Regions from separate parts of the Mus musculus genome. Here regions 2 and 3 are each linked to region 1. A link is a contact called in public Hi-C and promoter capture Hi-C data. All regions are on one chromosome and are shown on one strand. The core of a region is the stretch at or near the end of the contact, and the rest is flanking DNA. Distances in the headings are between cores, read along the strand shown.

Region 1 (3,508 bases), core at 551-3,050:
AGCAAAGACACCCTTGTCTGCTTCTTAAGGAAAGACAGTCTCAGCAAGGTGTATCCAGCCCCCCATAGTGGAGTCTTAACTCTGCATGGGTGGTTGCTTGAGAGGTAAAGTCTAGGCCATAGTCTCTGTGTGTATATGTAGTACTGTTTGGTGGGACAGACATAAAGTGCCTGCCACTCACCAATCCCTTCAGCACCTGAGAAGCTGCTGGTTTGCTGTTGGACACGGCCTTCCAAAGCCAGGTGAGGTGGTCTTGGCACTGGTGTTGGCAGCTACTTATTCTCAGCAACACTGAGCCCAACAACGAAATGACAACACTGTCTCATCCCCAAAGACTCATTTCTTTCCCAGACTCACTAGGAAGCCTCTCTCCTGTCACCAGTGCATCTGCTTTAGAGCCTGACCCTGTCTCCCACAAGCACTGACCACAATCCCTAGTGGGACCTAGGTGTGGGCCATTTAGACAACTTAAGTGTCAAACCTGGGACTATGAGCTTGGAGAGCCGATAACCTTGGCCTAATGTTTTTGTTTTTGTTTTTGTTGTTGTTGTTGTTGTTTGTTTGTTTAGATAGGTTTAATTTGAATTTGTTGTTGTTGTTGTCTTTTTTGACAGTTTCAGTATAGCCCAGTATAACCTTGAACCTTGAGATGATCCTTCTGCTACCGCATCTTAAGTGCTGGTATTCAAGGTGTGTAGCACTATGTTAGTCAGGATTCTGTAGAGAACAAAACCAGTCAAGTTGTGTGCTACTTAGTTTTGCCAACTTCACACAAGCTTAGATCCACCTGGGAGAAGGGACTCTCATCTGAAGAACTGCCTTCATCAGAGTGGCCTGCAGGCTGGTTTGTGGGGCATTTTCTCGACCACTAATTGTAGAGGAGGACTCAACCTGGGCTGCTTGAAAGATCAGTCAAGCAAGCCTGTAAGCAACATTTTTTCTATAGTCTCTGCTTCAGTTCCCACGTTCAGGTTCCTGCCTCCTGACATAGAAGTATGAGATAAATGAAATAAAACCCCTTCTTAGCAAGTCAGTTTTGACCAGTGTGTTATCACAGCAAGGAGAAGCTAACTGGGATAAACTGACTGCTACCACCCCAGCCACCATGCCTGACTGGCTTACTCTGTTTAACATACAGTGTGTTCTTCCCTCCAATGTCTGCTTCCCAGTTTGCCTCTGCTACTTCTAAAGTCTCCTGCTGCTTCTTGCAGCTTAGGAGACTTGCCCCTGCTCTCGGTTCTTGTTGCCTGCCTACCATCTCCTCCCCTTTCTCCTCCTCCATATCCTTGGTTTTCGGTTTTGTTTTTCTGTTTAATTTTGTGTTATCTACTTCCTCCCTCCTTCATTTCCTTATCCCTGGTCCTCCATTTACCCTCATTTTGCTATCTTGACTTCTTTAGCACATTTAGTTTATGATTGTTCCACTCTGCCCCACCCCCACAAATATCCATCTGTAGTTAAAATAGGTGTGTGGCCCTTCCAGGGCCTTTGGAGCCATGTACCAGAAGCTGGCCTCACCTGTTTCTCTAAGGAGAACACAGGGCATAGTTGTAGAGTAGTATCTCTCCCTCTCTTCTTCCCTTCTTCCCGGGAAGACACTAAAGCATTGCTGATCCAAAGGCCTGTTTTATCGGGCCAGTTCTGGCTGTGATGTAGTCACAGGGGACAAAGATCCTAAGGCACGGATGGTGTTTTTATTTCCATGACTCTGCTGATAAAACACTGAGAAACCTGAGGTCATCATACCAGGGGCTTGAGCTGCACAGAAAAGCCAGGAGCCTAGCAGCTACAGCTAAGCCCAGGGAGTCTGGCAGAGTAGACCAGAATGAGCTTCAGTCAGTACTGGGTTGGGCTGCATCGCCTGCTCACTGAGAGCTAGTGACCTTGCTTGCCAACCTGGAGAGCAGAACTCTGTGCACTTTACCTTCAACATCTGTAAATTGAGGCAATAACCACCTTTTCTACGGTTAGGGTAGAGCGAGTGTAGGAGGAGCTCAGTGTGAGGTGTGTCCTTAGTGTGCCAGCAGGGTGTGTCCTTAGGAAAGGGGAGCAGGAAGCCATGCTGGGCTGAGGAAACTGCTGCTCAAGTAGCGCTTGGTTTGATCACCACATGAAAACGCAGCAGGAGAGCCATGTGAGTAACCCCAGTGCTCAGGGGGCAGAGGCAGGAGGATCCCTGGAGCCTAGAGAACCAGTTAGTGAGTCTCAGGTAATGAAAGAGACTGTCTCCAAGTATGAGGTGGACAGCTCCTAAGGAACACCCAGCGTTTCTCTCTGACTTCCACACATGCACACTGTATTGATAAACGGTAAAGCTTGGAGCTCGGGGGCAGTCCTCAGTTCCTCTGCCATTGTCATAGTGGCCATTTGAGCCAATATGCATCCAGATAAATGAATAATTAAATGTACTGGGCTGGTGAGTTACAGCAGGTAAAGTCACTTGCTGGAAGGAGAGGACCTGACTCTGTAAGCTGATACATTGTCTTCTGACCTTCACACTTGTACCATCACACACACACACACACACACACACACACACACACAGAGAGGAGGGTGGGGCAGCAACTAGCAATAACAATAGCCTTTTCTGCTAAACCTATGTTTCCTGAAACACTCGTTGGATGTAACAATTTTCTCTCAAGCTGTTGAGAACTATGTTAAGGGTAGTTTCACAGGCTAGAAGGAGACCCTGGACACATGACACATATGTAGGAGGTGTGCAGTTCAGTCTCCATGTGATCCCCCCAACAACTGGAGCAGGGGCTCTCCCTAAAGCTGTAGCCTTACTGTGGTATCCCTTCCCCAACAGGGCTGCCTTGTCTGGCCTCAATGAGACAAAATCTGCCTAATCTAGCAGAGACTTGATGTTGGGAGGGGGAGCTCAGGGGACCCCACTCTCTCAGAGAAGAAGGGGATGGGATATGGGGGAAGGATTCTGAGAGAGGGGTTTGGAGGGGGCAGCATTTGGGATGTATATCAATCAATAAATAAATATTAAAAAAAGAAAAGGAAAAAAAAAACCTGATCATCTCCCCCACACACTTTTAAGACTCATCTGCTACAGTGCATCACAGATGAGGAAGATGGAAAGTGGCCGTTCCCTGTTGAGTAGTCACAGAGGTAGAGGGGGTAAGAATGGCCAGCATTTCTAGGCCATCCTTTGTGGCCTTTGAGGTGACAGATACATTCCTTACATTAGACCACAGTCAACAAAGAGGGACTGAAGGGTCTGACTCCAGGGACAGGAACTGATGGTAAGTGCACTTATGGGCATTGCTGGGCAGGCAACTTATGGAGGAAGAAGGAAGCAGGTGCGAATTGGGGGGGGGGGGGACGGGACACAGGACTTCCTCTTGAGATTACTCCAACCCAGCCCCCTATGCCCATTTACTGCAGTTGTCCAAACCATGTCAGCTATTAAACCACACCAGAGAAGGTTGCTTTTATGTGATTGACTCTAAGGTCTTTGGAATCATCCAGGTGGATACTAGCGAAAGGAGGGCTCCTT
Region 2 (3,508 bases), core at 270-2,769, 220 kb before region 1:
GGAGTCAGACTTATACAGAGCAGGGAGAGACAGAAGGGTAGTGATAGGCAGTCTTACTTTACCTTTTAAAATACTGTGTATCTTCTGAGGCTCTCTCAAGACTGAAATAGGCCCAAGTGTTTTCTCTCGGTTGAAAACAACCAGTTAACGATGACCATGTGTCTCAGAACTAAGTAAAAAAAAAAAAAAATGTTTTAACTAGGTGCTTGATAGAAGCCAAAAAGCAAAAGACAGTCAGGTAGAAATTGCACACCCCAACATTCTCTTTGACCTATGTCCTCCTTTCTTTAAATTTAAGGATTTTTCTATGAGGCTGAAGGCGAACACACTAGGCACCTAGATCGGACACACTAGGTAACTAGATCGGACACACTATGTGCCTAGATCTGAGCACTCACCTCTCTGACAGGTACACACCAAGAGCTCACACTTATCCTCACCCAAAGCCTATGCAGTTGGTATCTCACTCTTCACTGCAGAAGACAACACACATTCCATCCACAAACAACCAATTACTAGCTCAAGGTTAAAGCATTTAGTAGCTTAAACAGGATTTGAACCGAAAGCATGTGTAGTTTACAGGGGTCCGCCAAAGCCACATCCTACCCAGAGCCTCAGATTGAGATGTCATTTGGAAACAATCTTCATAAATGTGCCACTGCATTCTGCAGTGAGATAGCCCCTAGCTCAAGAGACAGTGTCTTTGGAGGAGCCACTGATACACAGAGACACCACCTGATGGAGGGAAATGCAACAATTACAGCGACTAAGATTGTTGGTCACCCATAGACTAGACAAAAAACAGATTCTCCTTAGTCTTCAGAGAACATGACTTTTTGGACAATTTGATTTCAGACTCCAGAACCATCAGTGAATTTCTGTCACTCTAAGCTACCCACTCCATGATCCCAAGGAATGTGTCCTAAAACCAGGTTATTCTAGGAATTTTGGAAAACAAATGGAACTTACCAAATGCTCACAGCCCTGTGTTCCAGGACCAGTCACTATAAACTATGAATGTTTACGTTTTCTCCCATTATTTTTGACATCCATCCTATTAAATTCTGTTTCAAAAGAGAGGCTGGAAACATGGCTCAGCTGGTAAAAGACTTGCCTAATATACCCAAAGCCCTGGGTTTGATTTCCAAAACCTCACAAACATAGCACGATGGTGCATGCAATGCTAGTATTGGAGAAATGGAGACAGCTGACTAGATGTTCAATGTCATTCTCAGCTACATAGTGAGTTCAAGGTCAGCTTCGCACTTCTTGAGATTCTATCTTAAAACAAGAAAATAGTAATCCCTTATGCGTTTTCTCTCTTGGTTGGTGTGCAGTAAGAATGTTTTTAATTTTCTGCATATGACTCTTTAAATGGTCACCATCATCCTGATTTTAGCTCCTTGAAAACAGAGCAGGTGGAGACCATAACCTATGCTCTTTGGTTTGGAACCCTGAGGCTAATGACACAGCTGGCCATGGAGAAATCCCCAGGAGGTGGCAGTATGGGTCATGAAACCACCAATCCACACAAAACCCCTGAATTACAAGCCAGTGACTCCTCTGGTACAACCAGCAAACCTGGGCCTTTCTACACAGCACTGGAAACAGCAGCCAGATCATGAGAGAGAGAGAGAGAGAGAGAGAGAGAGAGAGAGAGAGAGAGAGAGCGAGCATGTGAGGTGATTGTTTTCCAACCTTGTGTGGTCTTTTATTCTTGTTAAAGAGGAAAGCCTTGAATTAAAATGCTAACCTTCATTTAAAGAAAGCTATGGCTCAGACCTTGGAGATGTTTGTTAGCGATTTCAACATGTCAATATCACCTCGCTATCCTGTCTTCTGTTGGTCTAAGAGTTCCAGGCAGAAACCTCTTAGTGTCAGTATTATTTAGATTTATGAACAATAGTGAGGACCAAAATAGAGAGATCACAGAAGGATGGAAGAAATGGCACATGGGCTCTTTTTAATCCCTTCAAGTTCATGATCCTCTTGGCCTCTGTCTTCAGAATGCTAAGGTCACAGATACACTCACTATGCACCACAATCTATTTCTTCAGTGCTCACTGGCTCCATGAGCCTCAGGTTCCCTTAACTCTCTAACCGCAAGAATCTTCATTTGTTTTAGCTTTGTTGTTTGCTTTGTTTTGTATGTATAGCATGTCACCTTGATTCGCAATGTTGTATGTAGCACAGCTCAGGAGAGAAAGTGACTTAAAAAACTACAAAGTAGAAGTTGTACTTCAGAAATACTGTTTCCATAAGTGTAGTCTAGGTGTGAGTGACTCTTAAGCACCATTGGATTATAGTTACCCACTGTGCCTGTTAAAATGTGGCTTGGTAAGGTCTGCCCTGGGGTTTCTGGTTCAGTAAGTCAAGGGTGGGGCAGAAAATCTGCAGTTGAAACCTACTCCCAGTGCTACTGTCACTGTGATCGATAAGGACCTCAGAGAGTTGCTTAATGGAGCTATGTCAGGACAAGTTGGTACTTGGGACACAAAATTTAGGAGTGTTGTTGTTGGGAAATGCTGTCCTAGTCTTCCTCTCCTGGGTGTTGTCATAGATGATGTCATCATACTAATCATGTCATTTCCAGCAGAGACAGTAGTTTCTTTTTAATTGTGTGTATGAATGTGTCTCTGTGTGGGTATGTGTGTGTGAATGGGAATGCCTGGAAGGCCAGAGATTTGATTCCTTGGACATGGAGTTACTGGCAGTTGTGCACCTCATGTGGGTGTTGGGGACTGAACTTGGGTCCTCTGTGAGAGCAGCAAAGCTATCTCTCCAGCCCCAGCATTTTCTGACTATGATGCCAGTTTCCCCCAATGATCTTCCCTAGTGGAAATGAATAATGATATCAACATAGTCTATAGGATACCTTTAAAGCCTAAAGAAAAGCTCAGTAAAGGCCAGGCCCCTGACTCAGAAAACTACAGGACATGGTTGTGTCTGGGATATCCCTGGGATTTCAACCCCTTGCCAATATTCATTTCTCTGTAGTATTCAGCTATTCCTGATATAATATGTACTTGTAGAGTGGGCTCATTTCTTGCTCGCTGAATGCCTTGGTCAATACTACAAGATACCTAAGATCAGATGACTTATGAAGAATAAGGTTTATTTAGCTCAGAATTCTAGAAGCTGAGAAGTCCAAGGTCACAGCACCAGTATCAGCTCGGCATCATGTGAGGGCCCTCTTGTTCGAGAAAATCTATGCTGAATAATAAGACAGCACAGGATGTGTGCTAAACCAAACATGCTAGCTTGAGTCATGTGTCTCTTCTTTAAAAGGTGCAAACTGAATCCTGGGGGTTCCACACTATGACCTCATCTAATCCCAGATGCCACCCAAATTCCTGAGCATAGGATTTGGAGACACATTCCTATGTAGAGGAAATTTGGGGGACACATTAAAACCTCACCGCCCCTATGTTTCCCCTCACCCCCCCAAATGTGGAGAGCAGAGACTTGACTTAGATGTTCCAGTGGGGGGCCAGTAAGAGGAGTACAA
Region 3 (3,508 bases), core at 513-3,012, 150 kb after region 1:
AACGTTAACTTGTCAAATAGGATGCGAAGCAGGGTCTGAGGGCGGAAGAATGGATGTCTAGGGAGGCTTGACCTCCTCCTCTGAGCTGTCTCACCCAGGGAGGAGTTTGCTCTATAGCATATGGTTCAGGTGATGAGTGAACTGTTGGCGGAGGAAGGATGTGGATCATCACCCAGGCTCCTGCTCCAAACCACAAGTGGGCAGAGCAAGAAGCTGGATCCCTGGGTCAGTGTTTGCTGTAGACCACTCTGTAGTGCTTGGTCTTCAGAGCTTTGGTGTCCAAGCCTTAGGCAGGGGCTTGGAACCCCTCTAAGGAACTCTCCCTCCCACCACTCAGATGTGAGACTGAGCCTGTGTTGAAAGCCTGGAAGCCTGAACCTGAGTCTGCTCCTCTGTCCCTGGAGAGACTGAGACTGTCCTTGGTGGTCAGGCACACTTGTTGCCAGCACTATTTCCATGCCGTTTTCTAGCCTCACTTCATTCCTGGAGGAAGCTGAAGGGTGAGAGAAACCCAATGGGAGCAAAGTGCTCTACCACCAGGCCCATGCCTCCAGTAGGTAGAGGGGCCGGGACAGGAGGATCCGTGTGAGATAACTGCCAAGAGGTGAGTGGGATAGCAGAAACACCAGCCTCTTAACCCTGCCACTGAATACTGTCATCGTCATTGCTAAGCAGATGTCCATCACTTGAGAACAACAGGCCAGGGCTGGGCCAGCCTGTTCTCACTGATCCCACCAGAAATGGCCTCCTTCCAACCAAGACAGCCTAGAGTTACTCCATCTCTTCTCCAGAGGAGACACACCCCTCCGTGTTATCTGGGATGCTTCCGACAAGGATTAGAGCAGGCCTCAACCGGAGTGAGGCCAGGGCTACAGGAAGGGGGTGCATCTAGATCATCTGATGTTGACCCCTGGGCCATGGTTCCCTGCACAGGAGGAAACATCAGTGCCCCCACTGTGGGCTATCCTTCTGCATAGATCCTGAACCCACTGTTTTGTCCCTCTACATAGATCCTGAACCTGGCCTAGGAAGGGAGCCATCCACACTCGGATTTGTAGAAGAGAGTTGAACCCCAGGAAGGGGCAGAGGTTGGCTGGCTGGGAGCTCACCACCTTGTTTGTGAGCCTTTGGACAGAAGCCAAGGGAGAGGTACTGGGAATTCTGGCTGGACCCAGGCAGGAAGAAGGGAAGGGTGGGGTTGAGAAAGTCCCAGAAAGGACTCTGGGCGCTCTGACTCAGCTATTCCAATAGTACTGGAGGATTTTAAAGCATTTATGTATTTATTTATTCAAACGAATTTCACATCAAAAGAATGAAATAATTGATACTATAGCAAGGTATTCTTGCTTGTGGTGAGCAGAAATGTCATAGAATGTCCCCAGGGTAGAAACCAGAAATGGCAGATATCCCAAAGTAAGCAGTCCTTACCAAACGCAGAGGGTTTTTCAGGGTCCACTCCAGGCCAGTGCCAAGTTCCTACCAGGTTTTTCTCCTGACCGTGGCTTAGCAGGACATGGCTACACAAGCCCAGTGAGCGGCCAGCTAGCAGGGGATGCCACACACACAGGGATCTCTGTTATCCACAGCATCACCTTTGCCCCAACTCTCCAAAGCAGCTATGGCCCAGGAAGCAACAGAAAGCAGTACTTAGAGGATGGGATCTGAAGGGTTCACATGCAGAGCTGCTTGCTTCAGTCCTGCTGGTCCCCACCAGGCTTATACAGAGACGGAGCCAGCCAGTACAGGAACAGCACTGGCCTGGTAAGGGAAAGGAGAACACCCCGCCCCAGCTACACCTGCCAAGTAGTCCTGGGTGCTGGGCCTGTGGCCTTAGCTGGCCTGCTCCCTGAGTGGCTGGGCTGCCATACCCATTCCCACAGTATGTAGACACCTTGCTGCGGCTTAACATTGTTTCCAAAAGCTCAGTGGTTATTCAGCCCCTTGGAACACTCTCTCCCTAGGGAGTGGCCTAGCCTCATCACATCTCTGAGACTCCCAGGGCTGGCGTGGGTGGGGAGTGCCTGGACCTCCCAAGAAAGGTTTCAGGGAGTAGTCTCAGTGAGGGGGGTGAACTCACCCTAGCCACAGTGAATTCGGGGGCCCCTTGGCTGGTCTGTGGGGTTTACGAGGTGGGAGGGAGGAGCAGCCATCCGGCTATTCAGGGGACGGTTTTATGGCCCCCTTCCCACCCATTGATGCTGTCGGAGAGATTGATGAACCAATAAGGCAGTTCTCTTCAGACCAATGACCAGACAGTGTGAGACAGGGAGGAGACTGGGGCAAGCGGAGGAAGTTTCCCAGGATGGGGTGGGCTGCTGAGGAGACCGGCTCTTGGTGTTGGCATGTGTAGCCCCAGTGGGAAGACTGGCCAGAAAGAAGCCCTGCCTTGGTGGTTGATCCCGCTGGGAGTGTCCATGTCCGTGTTCTCGGAGAAGCATAGGAAACAAGAGGTACAGTCACCAGAATGTGGCCTCAGCAGCTGGCGATGGCCCCAGAAACCTGGCATGACAGGACGTGTGTGCAAGCTTGGGTTGGAGATACAATGCCCTTTCTCTTCAGCTGGCTTGTAAAATCAAATCTGGCCAATTCAGTGAAACAGGCTTGGGCTGGCTTATGAGTCCCCGAGGACAGAACAGGAATGAGTATGGGACCTCTCCCATCTGTCCTGGGTCCACCACTGTCTCTTGTCTGTATAATGACCTTACCTAGGCACTGGCAGGGTGGACCAGGAACATGGACGGGGCAGGCCCTAACCGGCTGTCCATTCCATGGCATTCCAGGAAAGCGATCCACCAGACTGTGTTCTGTCCTGGCTACATAGCTTATTGTGGCTATGTCTGGATACAGAATGTCTGGATACAGAGTAGGTGTGTGCCCTGCGGCTTCTCATTTCTTAAGCCACCTTTGTCATTTTGCCTATAATTTCTTACACACACACACACACACCTTTAGAGCCTGGTACCCAGCTGTAGCACTCAAGAGTCCCAAGTTCTAGGAAGTTCTTGTCTACTCCAGCAGGTCCTCCCTTGCTGCCCACTGTCCGATGGATTAACCTATAGGAGAAGTGTGGCCTTCTAAACCAGGTGGAACTTGAGGCTTGAAAAGCTGCGGGGAGCCGAGCCGCCTGAGCCTAACACAGCCTTACCTCACTCCTCACCTTCACACTGCAGTGTTGAAGGTGCTGGAGGCTCTGTGGCCTATGAAGAATGGAGATAGCTGTGAGGTTTATGTTGAGTTATAAAGTGCAATAATGGTTTAATGGTAAAAAATTGCAGTTGTAATTTTTACCTATTATACTATGACCAGGAAGAAACAGGTACAGAGGTGGAGGTCTCAGCAAGCCTTGAGGTCGGAGGGTACGTCCTAGAGTAGGATGGTGACAGGACAGAGGCTAGGAGTGTGGCAGATGGAGCCTCAGGATGCATGTCAGAGCACATGGCTCCAGCCCTGGAGAGTACTTAACTAGAAACCTCTATTCAGATGCTGGACTCTAAGTCCTGGGTGCTAC

What was found. A called contact is a pair of places that touch in the nucleus more often than the background predicts. Capture Hi-C pulls out chosen DNA fragments and counts their contacts.
Region 2: a Hi-C map of embryonic fibroblasts shows a contact between it and region 1, with 2.8 times the contacts expected there. The contact joins two enhancer-like sites. A contact is called at or near these places in 1 of 39 promoter capture datasets (hippocampal neurons), 2 of 15 datasets of contacts at CTCF or cohesin (large pre-B cells and pro-B cells), 9 of 484 Hi-C or Micro-C datasets (the HPC-7 cell line, the N1E-115 cell line, adipose-derived mesenchymal stem cells and 5 more) and 2 of 115 datasets of contacts at active chromatin or transcription factors (double positive thymocytes and large pre-B cells).
Region 3: a contact with region 1 is called in a promoter capture Hi-C map of adipose tissue. The contact joins two enhancer-like sites. A contact is called at or near these places in 4 of 39 promoter capture datasets (the C10 cell line, cranial neural crest, hematopoietic stem and progenitor cells and 1 more), 1 of 484 Hi-C or Micro-C datasets (embryonic stem cells), 3 of 115 datasets of contacts at active chromatin or transcription factors (embryonic stem cells and heart atrium) and 3 of 9 other capture datasets (adipose tissue, liver and pancreatic islet).

What each region holds. Positions count from the first base shown.
Region 1 is chr13:63,149,466-63,152,973 of GRCm38.p6, forward strand. The region is part of intron 5 of Aopep (aminopeptidase O); the gene reads left to right. Among named protein-coding and RNA genes, the nearest start is that of Gm30409, 19 kb to the left of the region's middle. Within about 2 kb of position 1,801, at least 37 of the 459 cell types and tissues checked have an H3K27ac peak or open chromatin away from gene starts, as enhancers often do. A contact at or near this core is called in adipose tissue, where this site is marked.
Region 2 is chr13:62,925,157-62,928,664 of GRCm38.p6, forward strand. No RefSeq gene overlaps it. Among named protein-coding and RNA genes, the nearest start is that of Gm40981, 9.1 kb to the left of the region's middle. Within about 2 kb of position 1,520, at least 19 of the 459 cell types and tissues checked have an H3K27ac peak or open chromatin away from gene starts, as enhancers often do.
Region 3 is chr13:63,303,444-63,306,951 of GRCm38.p6, forward strand. It overlaps a transcript of Aopep not described here and a transcript of Fancc not described here. Among named protein-coding and RNA genes, the nearest start is that of Mir3074-1, 3.9 kb to the left of the region's middle. Within about 2 kb of position 1,763, at least 90 of the 459 cell types and tissues checked have an H3K27ac peak or open chromatin away from gene starts, as enhancers often do. A contact at or near this core is called in adipose tissue, where this site is marked.